Regions from separate parts of the Mus musculus genome. Here regions 1 and 2 are each linked to region 3. Evidence: chromatin contacts called from public HiChIP or PLAC-seq and promoter capture Hi-C data. All regions are on one chromosome and are shown on one strand. The core of a region is the stretch at or near the end of the contact, and the rest is flanking DNA. Distances in the headings are between cores, read along the strand shown.

Evidence for each region. Promoter capture Hi-C pulls out the DNA fragments that hold promoters and counts their contacts. HiChIP or PLAC-seq counts read pairs in DNA pulled down with a chosen protein or histone mark.
Region 1: an H3K27ac HiChIP or PLAC-seq map of embryonic stem cells shows a contact between it and region 3, with 7 times the contacts expected there. The contact joins the promoter of Cd209f here to the promoter of Cd209a in region 3. A contact is called at or near these places in 1 of 39 promoter capture datasets (embryonic stem cells), 1 of 115 datasets of contacts at active chromatin or transcription factors (embryonic stem cells) and 3 of 9 other capture datasets (adipose tissue, embryonic stem cells and liver).
Region 2: a contact with region 3 is called in a promoter capture Hi-C map of embryonic stem cells. The contact joins the promoter of Map2k7 here to the promoter of Cd209a in region 3. A contact is called at or near these places in 2 of 39 promoter capture datasets (embryonic stem cells and liver).

The regions. Positions count from the first base shown.
Region 1 is chr8:4,103,221-4,107,860 of GRCm38.p6, reverse strand. Cd209f (CD209f antigen) reads left to right here and starts at 2,097. Exons shown (of 8, transcript NM_026956.2): 1 at 2,097-2,162; 2 at 2,315-2,395; 3 at 2,507-2,590; 4 at 2,970-3,038; 5 at 3,290-3,376; 6 at 3,608-3,759; 7 at 4,127-4,239; 8 at 4,612-4,640. The coding sequence starts at 2,123.
Region 2 is chr8:4,236,091-4,240,519 of GRCm38.p6, reverse strand. It overlaps Map2k7 (mitogen-activated protein kinase kinase 7), which reads right to left and starts at 1,780. Exons shown (of 12, transcript NM_001164172.1): 1 at 1,487-1,780. The coding sequence starts at 1,610. It overlaps Lrrc8e (leucine rich repeat containing 8 family, member E), which reads right to left. Exons shown (of 3, transcript NM_028175.2): 3 at 3,050-4,429. The coding sequence ends at 4,356.
Region 3 is chr8:3,747,734-3,751,917 of GRCm38.p6, reverse strand. It overlaps Cd209a (CD209a antigen), which reads left to right and starts at 2,934. Exons shown (of 7, transcript NM_133238.5): 1 at 2,934-3,057; 2 at 3,159-3,245; 3 at 3,505-3,594. The coding sequence starts at 3,012.

The sequences.
Region 1 (4,640 bases), core at 848-3,347, 360 kb before region 3:
AATCTAAGAACTAGGAAGCAGCATCCCCAGATACCAGCTGCAGCTTCCTTCTTTAGCTCCCTGAAGTCCAGAATTGGAGACATCAGTTTCTATTGTTCTGGAGCCACTGGGGCTGTGACGAAACAGAGGGAGGCCCCTCCTATTGACCAGTGTGTGAGCAAGCACTTTGGTGGTGCTGGGGACGGGATCCAGAGCCTCATGCAAGCTACAGTTCTAGCTCTAGGGTATGGGATGTGTATGCTTGGAGCTACATGTGTCCTATAATCTCACACATTTACAGAGTGGGGGACTGCTGTCTTGTTCCATCACCATTTTCAGGGACCTCATTTGAGGCTGACATCCATTAGAGTTCTTCCCTTAAAACAGGTGAGCAACACACCCCAGCTGGGTATACTGTTTTAGTAGTTTTTGTCACCTGGGAGGGACAGAGGATCCTGAGTCATCTCAAAAGGTTAAAGCAGTACCTAGCAAGTCAAATCCAACTAGGAAAGGCTCGACACTAGGGACCACTTTGCCCTCCCATGAGGCTGAGTTTTCTATGTCAGGTAGACCAAGGTCTGCAATCTCTCTCTCTCTCTCTCTCCCTACCTCTCTCTCTCTCTCCCCTCTCTTCCCTTCCCTTCCTCCCTCCCTCCCTTCTTTCCTTTCTTCCCTCCTTCCCTGTGTGTGTAGGAGTACAGCCATGTCTATTTTAATGTGTGTACACATGTGCAAACCACAGTGAGTGTGTAGATGTCAGGGGAATACCTCAGGCATTGGTCTTCAGCTTCCATGTTCTTTGAGGCAGGGTCTTATTCCCTATTGCTGACTCCCAGCTAGCCAGTGTTGCTGATAGCCCTGAGGCTAATTATATTTGATGTTGATTCCATTCTCCTGTGAAGGGTTCTGAACAAAGACTCAGTCAGCACTCAGGCAATTTCCTGGAAACCTTTTCACCTTAATTTGTAAAATAAAGGCTAGAGCCAGTGATTGGGGACAGAGAAAGAGGGGAAGGTAGAGCTGAAGGTTTTGGGAGAAAAGGAGAGAGAGAGAGAGAGAGAGAGAGAGAGAGAGAGAGAGAGAGAGAGAGAGAGAGAGAGAAAGAGAATGACAGATGAGGAGGAAGAGGAAGAAGAAGGAGAAAGTGGAGCAGAAACACTTGGCCTGGAGAAACCGCAAGTTATAAGGGATTCATAGACAGGGAAGATGGTAGTGCAGTGGTAGATCTGCCCAATCTATGTGCACAGCATGTATTCATATTAATTGAGTTGTGTTTTCATTGCCAGGGTTTATTTGGGTTGGAGATTTACCGCAACAAGCCAGTGTACAAGTTTCCAGGGATTCTTCTGTATCTATGGCCCATCTCATTGTGGAGTGCTGGGGTTACAGATGCTAAAGCATCCAGTGTTTTTTTCCCATGGGCTCCTGGGATCAAACTCAAGTTCTCAAGCTTGCATGGCAAGCACTTTACCCACTGAGCTATCTCTCTAGTTCAATGTCTGTAAATCTCACGTGATAACATCACTAGACTACATGATATTTTACTTAAGTACTGGATTAAACCTCACCCTGAAAATTCACAGCATGGACACTTTTTTTTTTTCTTATTCTCTCTCCTTTTCCTCTTTATTTCTTTCTTCTTCTTCTCTTCATGGCCTCTAACAGTCTAACTTGCTATGTAACCTTGAAACAACCTTGAACTTTTGATCCTTCTGTTTCTATCTCACACTTTATGAGATGAGAGTTACACACCAGTTTCTATAGTGCTTGGGATTTGAAACCAGGGCCTTGTGTATGCTGGTCAAGAACTCTAATAACTGAGTCAGAGCCCCAGTTCCTCAGGGCTCCATTGCACAGCTGAGTAAACCAACTCCCATTACTAGATATAGCTTGGAGCAAGGACATTGTCATAAAAATATACAGCAAAACTCCTGGCCCAGACTGGCACCTTTTTAGCTGTGTAAAGCAATGTCTCTCTCCCCATGTCTCTTTTCCGGGGTGAGGGTGTCCCCATCCTGTTCCCTTTTTTTCCCCTGAGTCAGAGAAGAATCGACCTCACAGAGGGTGCTGCAGAGGGCCATGGGGTTATATAAATCCCAGGGCAGAGGGAAGGTGGAGAGGAGGGAGTCAAGAGAAGCAGAGGATGGCAGGAGAGCCAGAGTTCCATCAGTCAAAGAATCATGGTGAGGCTGGGTACCAACTAGGGGAAGCAGGGTCCAGGATCCAGGATCCAGGATCCAGAGAGATCTGGTCCTGGCCTCCAGCTTGGGAGAGGTGGTGATGAGGGAGGTGGCTGAGCTTTGAAGGTCAGCTGCGTATCTTCTGCCCCATTCAGAGGAGGAGGTCACATCTGGAGAGCAGGGATTTGCTGAGCATGACCCCGAGGGTCTCATTTGCAGCTCCAAGAGTTTACAAGGTACCAGGATGACTCAGGGGCAGAGGTGTCAGGGATTCTCTGCAGAAGGAACACGGCAGAGCAGGATCTGCTCCCTGGGAGCTCAGCTCTGCCCATCTGTCGGTTGTGCAGGGCATCTGACCCAAGTCCCCTGGCTTCTGCTGCTTCTCATCTCTTTGGGCCTCTTTTTGCTTATGTTGGCCACCCTGGTTCAAGGTAAGTCAGAGCAGGGCTGGGAGAGGGTGACAGGAGTACAGAATGCTTTTAGGTTGACTTGTTTGCTTTTTTTTGGGGGGGGGAGGGGAGTTCTGTTTTTATTTTATTTATTATTTTATTTTTGCACTTGTTAAGCAAGAACTCCAGCATGGGACAGTAGCTGAGCTCTTAGATTTTCCCTCTGTGGTGATCATTGCCTAGCCCCAAATTCACCACAGCTGGGACATCTAAAGTCCACATCCCTCCTTTCATCTGTGACCACCAGCAGCTTACTGTCCTTCTCTGAAATGGGGATCATCTTTCCCTTGCAACTGAACTTGGCACAGCCAGGTACTGTCATGTTCATAAGAGGGCATGGGTGTGCTCTTCTCTCTTGCAGTCTCCAGGATTCGTGCATACTCACAGGGACAGACCCAGGATCAGCAGGGTAGCTCCAGCTTGGACAAGGGTAACTGGGGCTCTAGGTGGGAGAGGACTCTGAGGTTGTACGAGGCGGGTAACCATGGGCACAGGCGTGCTGGATGCATGGCATGATGGGGGAGGCCAGAGACCTGTTGGGCCTAACAGAGTCTGAGACTCAGTGCTGTGGTCTGTGAAATGGGGTCCTGGGGTCAATATGACCACCAGTGTGATTTCATGGGTCCAGCTCTGGAGCAGGCACGCAGTTGATGCTTAATTGTTGCCAACCTCTCCTTGTAGTTGCCGTTCCTCGGGAGCAGACACACTCCGGCTTGGAGCAGATCCAGCAGATTCAGCAGCAGCTGACTCAGTTCAACGCCTCGCTGGGTGAGACTCCAAGGCCTGAGTTAGGACAGAGCAGAGGGGTCATCAGATGGGTTGGCATCCACCTTCCAGGGCTTCCACTGAGGCAGGCAGGACAGAGCACATGCATTGAGGTCTGGGTTTGGGGAGCTCTGAGTTGATAACTGAAAAAATAAGAGACCAGCTCTGGGCTCTAAGGTCCAAGGCAGAAGGGAGAAGAGAAGCCAGCCACTGAACTCAGTGTCTGCTCCGTAGCTGGCCTGTGCCGGCCCTGTCCCTGGGACTGGGAGCTCTTCCAGGGAAGCTGCTACCTCTTCTCCAGAACCCTGGGCAGCTGGGAAACCTCTGCCTCCTCCTGCGAGGATCTCGGGGCCCACCTGGTGATTGTCAACAGTGTTTCAGAGCAGGTGAGTGGGTCCATCTGTCCTGGGCATTGGACTCTAGATGATAGGAAGCTGTGGGATGTGAAGGAGATGCTGTCTGGGAGGGCTTCCTGTAGGAGGAAGCACAATGGAGTGAGGAGGTCCTCTGGGGGAAGAGCAGAGGGAAAGCAGTTGGACCTGCAGGGAGTAGAGAAAGTCTGAGTCATCGGGTAACCCTCCAGAAATACACTTGTGAACTGAGATGTGTGCACTTTATTCTGTATCCTTGTATGCATATGTATGACAATGTATACAACTCAATAGAGTGCCTCTAGACTTGAGTGCAGAGTGAAGTTGTGCGCGAGGCTGAGAAGAGTGGGAAGCAGAGAATCGCAGACCTTTCTCTGTGCAGAGATTCATGAAATATTGGAATGTGAGGAAAAACCAACGCTCCTGGATCGGCCTCAGTGACCATATACATGAAGGTTCCTGGCAGTGGGTGGACGGCAGCGCCCTCAAGTTCAGGTGAACACTGAGATTCCATGGCTCAGAAAGCAGCTGGCAGGGGAATCATTCTAAATACAACCTTCACTGCTGAGAAGAACTCAGAGAGCATTATAACTACAACCCTACATTACCTGGGTATTTTCACATCCTGCCCCCAGCTTAAGTCCAAAGTCCAGAGACCTTTGAAAGAGACCTTTTCCTTTGCTGTGCTGATTCTCTTAGGGGTCATGTTAGAACTCACTTATATTTTAATAGCTCTGCCACGAACCCCTGCCCACTGCTTGGAGGGTTCTTGGTCTTTTACCATAAAAGAGTGTATAGCTTTTCTTTGCTAGCTACTGGTGGGTTCTGGGTGGAATGGCTCTGTCTGACAGCCAGTGATGTTTGCAGCTTTTGGAAAGAGGGGGAACCTAACAATG
Region 2 (4,429 bases), core at 531-3,030, 490 kb before region 3:
GCAGGAAGGTGTGGAGCTGACAGAGACAGACACCTGCAGGGGACTCCTTGGGGCCTGCCAGCCACTAGCCTTACCAGGTCTTACTCTGCTCTAGGGACAGGCAGCTCTTATGGCACCTAGAACCCTATTCCCAACCCTGTCTCATCCACAGGGCCGTGGAGGGATGGCCCTGGAATCCAGCAGGGGCCCAACCTCTGGTCCCAGGCAGAATCAGTGAAATGCATCCCCACCTCTGGGTATCTCCAGTTCCTGGAAGAAACTCCCAGGAAGGAAACGTGGAAGACTTTGTCCAGAAGGGGTAGGGATGGAGGGAATCCTGAATGCCTCTTCAGGAAGATGATCAAGCTGTGAAGGTCAGTCAGGCCAGGTGGCCAGGTAGTGAACAGAATTTTCACCTACAGGAGGCTGCCTTTCCCCTCTTACCATAGTGACCACACAGACAACTATAGTATGTATACTCCAAAGATTACATCACAGAGGATATAAAGAAGACATTCTGCTGAATCAAGAGGGACAGAGGAAGGGTTGGACAGAGAGGGGAGAAAAAAAGCCAGATTCTTTCAGCAAAGACAACTTGGGACAGGGGTATCTGGGATACAACAAGGATGCTAACTGTGGTCATGGTGGACAAGCTGGATGTGTGTCTAGAAAGGAAGAGGAAGCACTTTTGGTACAGGACCGTATGTCAGGAGGCAGGCCCAAAGACAGTAGGCTCAGAAAGGAGGTGCGTTTCTACTCGATGGGACTACACTGGTTACAGGTGTCTGTAGTAGTAGCAGTCACTTGAGCCCTGTAGACAAAGGCTGCCAGGCTGAGAGATGGCTATGTGTTTCCTGAGGGCTAGACAGCAATAGTGAAAAGTAGTTGGTCATTAGAGATATGAGGTGCCCCTGTATGTAGGAGGCAGTGAGCTGGGTCCAGTGACAAGGTCCTTCCAAGCTTAGAAGGAGCCATCTGATATGACCAAAGAAGTCAAATAGAAGCCTCCAATCAAAACGGATGTAGATGAGGACTTAGTGACCTACATGGGCAGATAGGCATGCACGTGTGTGGACTGTCTGCTAGGGGAGGGGACCTCTTGACAGTCACTGACTCGGCAGGAGTGGAACCACTGAATCAGAAGAGATATAACTGTTTGCAGAGTTAAAAGACTTGGTTGTAGTCACAGCGGCGTAGCTTCGAGTCTGAAAGCCTGCAAGGTGCAGGTGACAAGGCTCCGGAAGCCGACCACAGGGTGAGGGACTAAGCTCTCAGGTACCAACGGTGTGAACTTCGGGACCGCGGTACGTGGGCGGAGAGAGTCGCCCTGGAGACTGCCCACCCGACTTCCAGGTCACCGTGACCCTCTCCCTGCAAGCCGACAGCACAGAGAGTGGAGGGGAGGAGAGCTAGCGCCCCGGAAGCGGGGGCAGGATCTGCCCGGTGGGCGGGGCCTCCCAGTGCGCGCCCCGCCCCGCCCGCCCCTCCCCCACGAGGCCGTGCTTACTGGGCCTGGGCCGCTGTGGGCTGATATCCAAGTTGAGGTCGATCCTCCTGCGGGCCTCACGGTTCTCCTGCTTCAGCTTGGCTTCCAGGCGGGACAGCTTCTGCTCCAGGGAGGACGCCGCCATCTTCCCCGCCGCCGCTGCCGCCGCTCACCGCCAGGCCACCCGTCAGTCCGGGGTAGACAAACACCGCACTGCGCCTGCGCTCGGATGACCCCGCCGAGCCGCCGTCCTGCCTAGACCACCCCAGCGCGTGCCCGCCCTGCCTCGCGTGCATAACGCCGCGCGTGCGCACTGGGTTCCAGTAGGAAGCTGATGCCACCTAGAGCCCGAGGCGGGCCTCATGCATTGTCATGGCCTATCGCTGCCTTCCGCAGTGCGCATGCGTGAAGTTTCAGGCGATTAAGCGCTGTTGGAAATCACTTAAAAAAAAAAAAGAAAAAAAGAGAGAAAGCGAAGTCCGGTCAACCGCACGCCTGCGTGCAGAAGCGGGAGACCGGCCAAGCTCGCGCCTTTACTGCACACGCTTACGGCTGTTCCCAGATTATTCTTCACTTCGTGTGCATCTCTAGGGCGCTCTGGTGCCCGCGCCCTCACGGAACAACCTTCCTCGTCTAGGACGGTCTTTCATGAGGACCTGTTATGCTTAATTGCGGCCTGAACTCTCGCTGTTAGCATGGAGCCGCCTCCTCACCGTAATTAGGTGCCCATGGTAATCCCTTTCCATTTCAGCCAGTCCCAGCACAGTGAGAGTAGCCCTGACAAGTGGAGAGGGAATCCAGAGTTGGTGATTCCTGAGCTCGGTGTCAGAATCAAGGTTAAGGCCAGACTTTCTGCCCCATTCCTATCCTTTCGCCCGGAGAATCCGGACTTGAAACCAATGTTATCTGAAGACAGTCCCTGGGGTTAGATGCCTCTGCCCTGCTAGCCCCATCCCCACCCTGCATTAAGTTCTTCCAAGAGTGCTAGGATAAAGTTTGTGTGTAAATTCGGGTCGTTGAATGTGCAGGGACATTCAGCAAGAGACCAAACCCAGGAGGTCAGGCTGCGCACAACTCCGGAAGCAACAGTGAACACTTTGGGATGGGCCTTGGCCTTTAAAGGCTTCTTAGAACTCCTTTGGTAATGACCTATGGGTGGAGCAGAGAGAAGCTTAGAGTTAAAAGGATAAAAGAGGAGAGGAAAATTGGATTGGTTTTGTTTTGTTTTGTTTTGTTTTCGCAACAAGGTTTCACTGTGTAGTTCTAGCTGCCCTGTAACTCTGTAGACCCGGCTGGCCTGGAACTCAAGAAATCCACCTGCCTCTGCCTTCTGGAGTGTTGGGACTGAAGATAGGCATCACCACCATCCAACTGTTTTAGAGGGTGGGGTGAGGTAGATTCTTTAGGAAAAAAAAAAAAAAAAAACCTAGGCAGAAAACTACCCAATTTCTCTTGATTCTACTTCACCTCGTTGAAGTAACTTGGATATCCTTCCTCCCAGGACAGACAGCCTGATTTGATAGACAGGTGTCATCATTTGGCCCCAGTTATAGGCAGCTTAGACAATCATACTGTACAAGGAGGTGGAAATTACCGTTCTCGTTTATTAAGCACCCAGTGGTATATGCTCCCCTGCACAGGAAACATTCAAAAGAAAATCCCTGAATGAACTGGGAAAAAAGGTAGCCTTCACCAGCACTGGACTCAGGTGGGAATGTGTGACAGGAGACTCGGCTTACAGTTTCTTCTTTATGTTCCATGAGCATTGTCCTGAGAAAACACTGCTTAACTTGATGGGACTCCCTACGGCTCGAGAAAAGGGGCTCCATAGCTGACATGTCAGTATTCCATTCTTAGTTGTTTTGAGATGAGCTATGCTCCGTCTCCCAGGCTACCTCCAACCTTTCACGCCTCCTCCCTCCACCTCCAGAGTACTATACAGGCATCTCTACATTACATAGGTTCCACCACTCCTAGATTATGAAATGCTGAGGACGGGACCCAGGGCTGCCTGCATGTCAAGCAAGCACTCTCACAACTGAGCTTCAGTGCCAGCCCAGTCTTTATGTCAATATTTCCATTATGTGGTCTCAGGACCACCTGAATCAGAATTACCTGGCATTCTTACTTAGTAGCAGATTCCTGGCCCCACCCAATTTTTTTTTTTTTTTTTTTTGACAGGGTTTCTCTGTGTAGCCCTGGCTGTCCTGGAACTCACTTTGTAGACCAGGCTGGCCTCGAACTCAGAAATCCACCTGCCTCTGCCTCCTGAGTGCTGGAATTAAAGGCGTGTGCCACCATGCTCAGCTACCCATCCAAATTCTGAGTCAGTATAATTTCAGGGGTGGGGTGGGAAGCATGTAAGGGTTTTGTTTTCTTCCGGGCCTCTCAGCTGATTTTATTACATAGCTAAATGTGAGAGCCATTGTTCTAAGTACCCATCCCTGTCACAAAGGGCTTATAAAATCAGGACTTGCATGAAAGTTGGGATATGGAACTTTGGAACTGGACCCTGTATCCTCTCCTTAGGAGAGAACCCTAAGTATATGCTGATCCTTGTTGGGAAAGGTTGGAAATCCCACTCCCATATAGGAAACTAATTAAGCCAGAATGTTCAGAGGAAGGGCAAGCCAGCCAGCCAAAGACACAGGTGTGGTTTTGGTTGAAGAACCTAAGACTGGTTAATCCTTCCCTAAGGGGTTACACCTCAAATCTACCGCCTCCTGTTTCTCCTCCAGAAAAACCAGTCCCAGGATCTTGTCTGAGCTGCACAAAACCGACATGTCCTGCCTTCCTTCCACTCCTGCTGGACCTCTCTCCCTTGGAATACAATGTTGGGCAGAAACATGTAAAGGCCTCTGTGTCAGCCTGCCCCTTCCCCCACCAGGCTTCATTCCTCCTCCATCTTTTCCCGAACTTCTGCAGGCAGTCCCTCATAAAGGGTGTCCTCCACCAGCAGCCCCG
Region 3 (4,184 bases), core at 1,685-4,184:
AAGTTATCGTTAAGTAGAGAGTAGTTCAATTTCAATGGGTATGTGAGCTCTGTTGTTTTGTTGTTATTGAAAACCAGCCTTAGTCTGTAGTGATCTGATAGGATGCATGGGATTATTTCAATTCTCTTGTATTGGTTGAGGCTTGTTTTGTGTCTGATTATATAGTCAGTTTTGGAGAAGGTACCATAAGATGCTGAGAAGAAGGTATCTTCTTTTGTTTTAGGGTGAAATGTCCTGTACATATCTGTTAAATCCATTTGGTTCATAACTTCTGTTAGTTTCACTGTGTCTCCATTTAGTTTATTTTTTCATGACTTGTCCATCGGTGAGAGTGGAGTGTTGAAGTCTCCCACTGTTATTGTGTGAGATTTAATGTGTGTTTTGAGCTTTAGTAATGTTTCTTTTACAAATGTTGTAGCCCCTTGCACTTGGGGCATATATGTTTAGGATTGAGAGTTTGTCTTGACAGATTTTTCCTTTGATGAGTATGAAGTGTTCTTTTGAGAACTTTTGGGTAGAAGTCTATCTTATTGGATATTAGAATGGCTACTCTCCAGCTTGTTTTTTTTTTTTTTTTGGGGGGGGGGGAACCATTTTCTTGGAAATTTTTTCCAACCTTTTACTCTGAGGTAGTGTTTGTCTTTGTCACTGAGGTGTGTTTCTTATATGCAGCAAAATGTTGGGTCCTGTTTACATACCCAGTCTGTTAGCTTTGTCTTTTTATTGAGGAATTGAGTCCATTGATGTTGAGAAGAATTAAAAACCAATAATTGTTGCTTCGTGTTATTTTTGTTGTTACAGGTGGTATTATGTTTGTGTGGTTCTCTTCTTCTGGGTTTGTTGTAAGATGATTAATTTCTTGGTTTTTCTTGTGTGTAGTTTCCCTCCTTGTGTTGGTGCTTTCCTTCTAGTATCCTCTGTGGGGCTGGATTAGTGGAGAGATATTGTTTTAATTTGGTTTTGTCATAGACTATCTTGGTTTCTCCATCTTTGGTGATTGAGAGTTTTGCTAGTTATAGTAGCCTGGGCTGGTATTTGTGTTCTCTTAGGATCTGTATGACATCTGTCCAAGATCTGACTTTTAGAGTCTCTGTTGCAAAGTCTGATGTAATTCTGATTGGTCTGCCTTTATGTGTTCCTTGGCCTTTTTCCATTACTGCTTGTAATATGCTTTCTTTGTCCTGTGCATTTGGTATTTTGATTATGTGACAGGAGGATTTTCTTTTCTGGTCCAATCTATTAGGTGTTCTGTAGGCCTCTTGTACACTTATGGCCATCTCTTTCTTCAGGTTAGGGAAGTTTTCTACTATGATTTTGTTGAAGATGTTTTCTGGTCCTTTGAACTGGGAATCTGCACTCTCTTATATTCATTCCTATTATTCTTAGGTTTGATCTTTTCATTGTATCCTGAATCTCCTGGATGTTTTGGGTTAGAAGCTTTCTGCACTTTGTATTTTCTTTGACTTTTGTGTCAATATTTTCCATGATATCTTCTACACCTGAGAGTCTCTCTTCTATCCCTGTATTCTGTTGGCGATGCTTATATCTGATAACTCCTGATCTCTTTTCTAGGTTTTCCATCTCCAGGGTTACCTACCTTTGTAATTTCTTTATTGTTTTTATTTCCATTTTTAGATCCAGGGTGGTTTTGTTCAATTTCGTCACCTGTTTGATTGTGTTTTCCAGTATTTCTTTAAGGAATTTATTTGTTTTCTCTTTAAGGGTCTACCTGATTACCTGTGTTCACCTGTATTTTTTTAAGGGAGTTCTTTATATCTTCCTTAAAGAGCTCCATCATCTTCATGAGATGGGATTTTTAGGTCTAAATCTTGCTTTTCAGATTTATTAAGATATCCAGGGCTTGCTGTGGTGGGAGAACAGGGTTCTGATGGTGCCAAGTGGCATTGGTTTCTGTTGCCTATATTCTTGCACTTGCCTCTCATCATCTGGTTATCTCTAATGTTAACTAGCCTTGCTGTCTCTGACAGGGACTGGAGCTTGTCCCTCCTTGTAGGAAGGTAGAGCTCTGGGAGCTGCGTTAGAGCAGACCTTCTGGGAGGCAAACATTGCTGTCTCTGGTTAGGGGGACCTCCTGTGTCCCTAGTTAGGCAGGCTTCCTGTGACCCTGGTTATGCTAGACCTCCTGAGAGTCAGGCTGTCTCTGGGTGTGGACAGGTGAGCTGGAGCACCAAGTCTGCCCTCTTTGTGGACCAGAAGGAAGATGTGTCTCCCATAGGGTGGATATGTCCTGCATCTGCTGGGCCCTTTGGGGGTTCCAGTTAGGCCATATATTGGGGTGGGGGGGCCTTACCTATGAGTCTGATTATGACAGATCTCTTGAGAGTCAATCTGTCTCTGGGTGGAGGGTGGGGGGAGGATGAAGCACCTGATCTTCCCCTGGCTGAGTGGTGTACCAGAAGGAAGTGACTTGTGTAATTTAATGAATGCATGGAAATAAAAAAATGGGGGATGGCGATGTGGCTCAGTTAGCCCCAGCTAACTCAGGAGGTGAAGGGATGAGGCAGTTCAAGTCATTCCTGCTACATGTCAAGTTTGAGGCTAGCCTGAGCTACATAAAATCTTGTCTCAAAAACAGAGAAAAAAAGAGAAAGAAATCACTATGAGTGACACCATCAGTAGACCAAGATGAAAAAGGGTGGTGTCTCTGACAAGATATGGTGTTGCTAGCCCACACACCATCATAACTGAAAAAGACCCAAAAGTCACTTGATTTTACAAGTTACTGGCTTTTATAGAAGACATTCCAGAGCTGACCATACTGGAAGTGAACCATCTATTTCTGCTGAGAAGTACAGGCCCTCTCACTCCTCTCTGAAATTTCTGGAAAATGTATCTCCTGCCTGGTGTGTCAGATGCTCAGCCCCCTCCCTCTCACTCTTCCGGTGTCATTACTCACTTCTCAATTTCTCTTCCTAAGTAAGATTCAAGGAGGTGGCAAATAAAAGCTGTAGTCTCTGTCAGATTCTGGCACTGAGAAGTGGCTGTGAAACATGAGTGATTCTAAGGAAATGGGGAAGAGGCAGCTTCGCCCTCTGGGTGAGACTGAGCTGGTGCTCTGGGAGCTTGGGGAAGGGGCACAAATAGGTCAGTGTTTGTCTCCGACTACCCTATATATGACTGACGCTCTATTCACTTAGATGAGGAACTGCTGACATCCAGCCACACCAGGCACTCCATCAAAGGCTTTGGCTTCCAAACAAATTCTGGATTCAGTAGCTTCACAGGTAAAACAGAATGAGGGACTATGGAGTGGTCAGCTCCAGACATAAACTTAGTTTCTGTGGGGGGGGGGGGGTAGAGTTTGGGACTCAGGCCACTGATGTTCAGAGAATTGGAAGCTCAGATCCTGAATCTGGAACCTGGGAACTGTAGAAGCTATGATATGAAATTCTGTACCTTGGGAGTGAGAGATGGATTGCCTGACTGGGGCCACAATAAATCAGGAATGCTGAGGTGCTAAATTTTAACCCTTCTCTCCCACAGGGTGCCTGGTCCACAGTCAAGTCCCCTTGGCACTGCAGGTGCTCTTCCTAGCTGTTTGTTCTGTGCTGCTGGTTGTCATCCTTGTCAAAGGTCAGGCAGGATTGGTGTTTGGGGCTCCTAAGTCTGGCTCTTCAAACGAGGGATCCAGAAGGGAGGAGCAACTGACTGGGACTGTGTCTTCATGGTCCTTTGAATAGAGGAGTTCTGCACAGAGACACTGGCTGCACTTGCCTTAGACATCCAATTTTCTTTGGTTATTAGATATCTTCCTCATCAAATAGGACTAAGTAAGACCTTGGGTTTTGAAAATGATGCTAGACTGGAGACATTGTTCAAGTGGTAGAATGCTTACCTCACAAGCTCAAAAAGCTGTGCTCCATCCCAAGCACTGCATAAAACTGGGTGTAATGGTACATCCCTATAATCCCAGCACTCAGGAAGCAGAGGAAGGAGAGGTTCATAGAGGCAGCTACATCAAAATTTTGATGTAGTCTGAACTATATGAGACTATCTAAGAGAGACGGGGGGGGCAGAAGGAGAGAAAGAGAGAAAGAGAAAAAGAGGAAGGAATGAGGAGGGGAGAGAAGAAGGAGGTAGAAAAGGGGGAGAGGACAAAGGATATCTTGGTCCTGGGGGCCCAGTATAGACCAAAAAACACAGTAAGCATTTAATAACTGCAG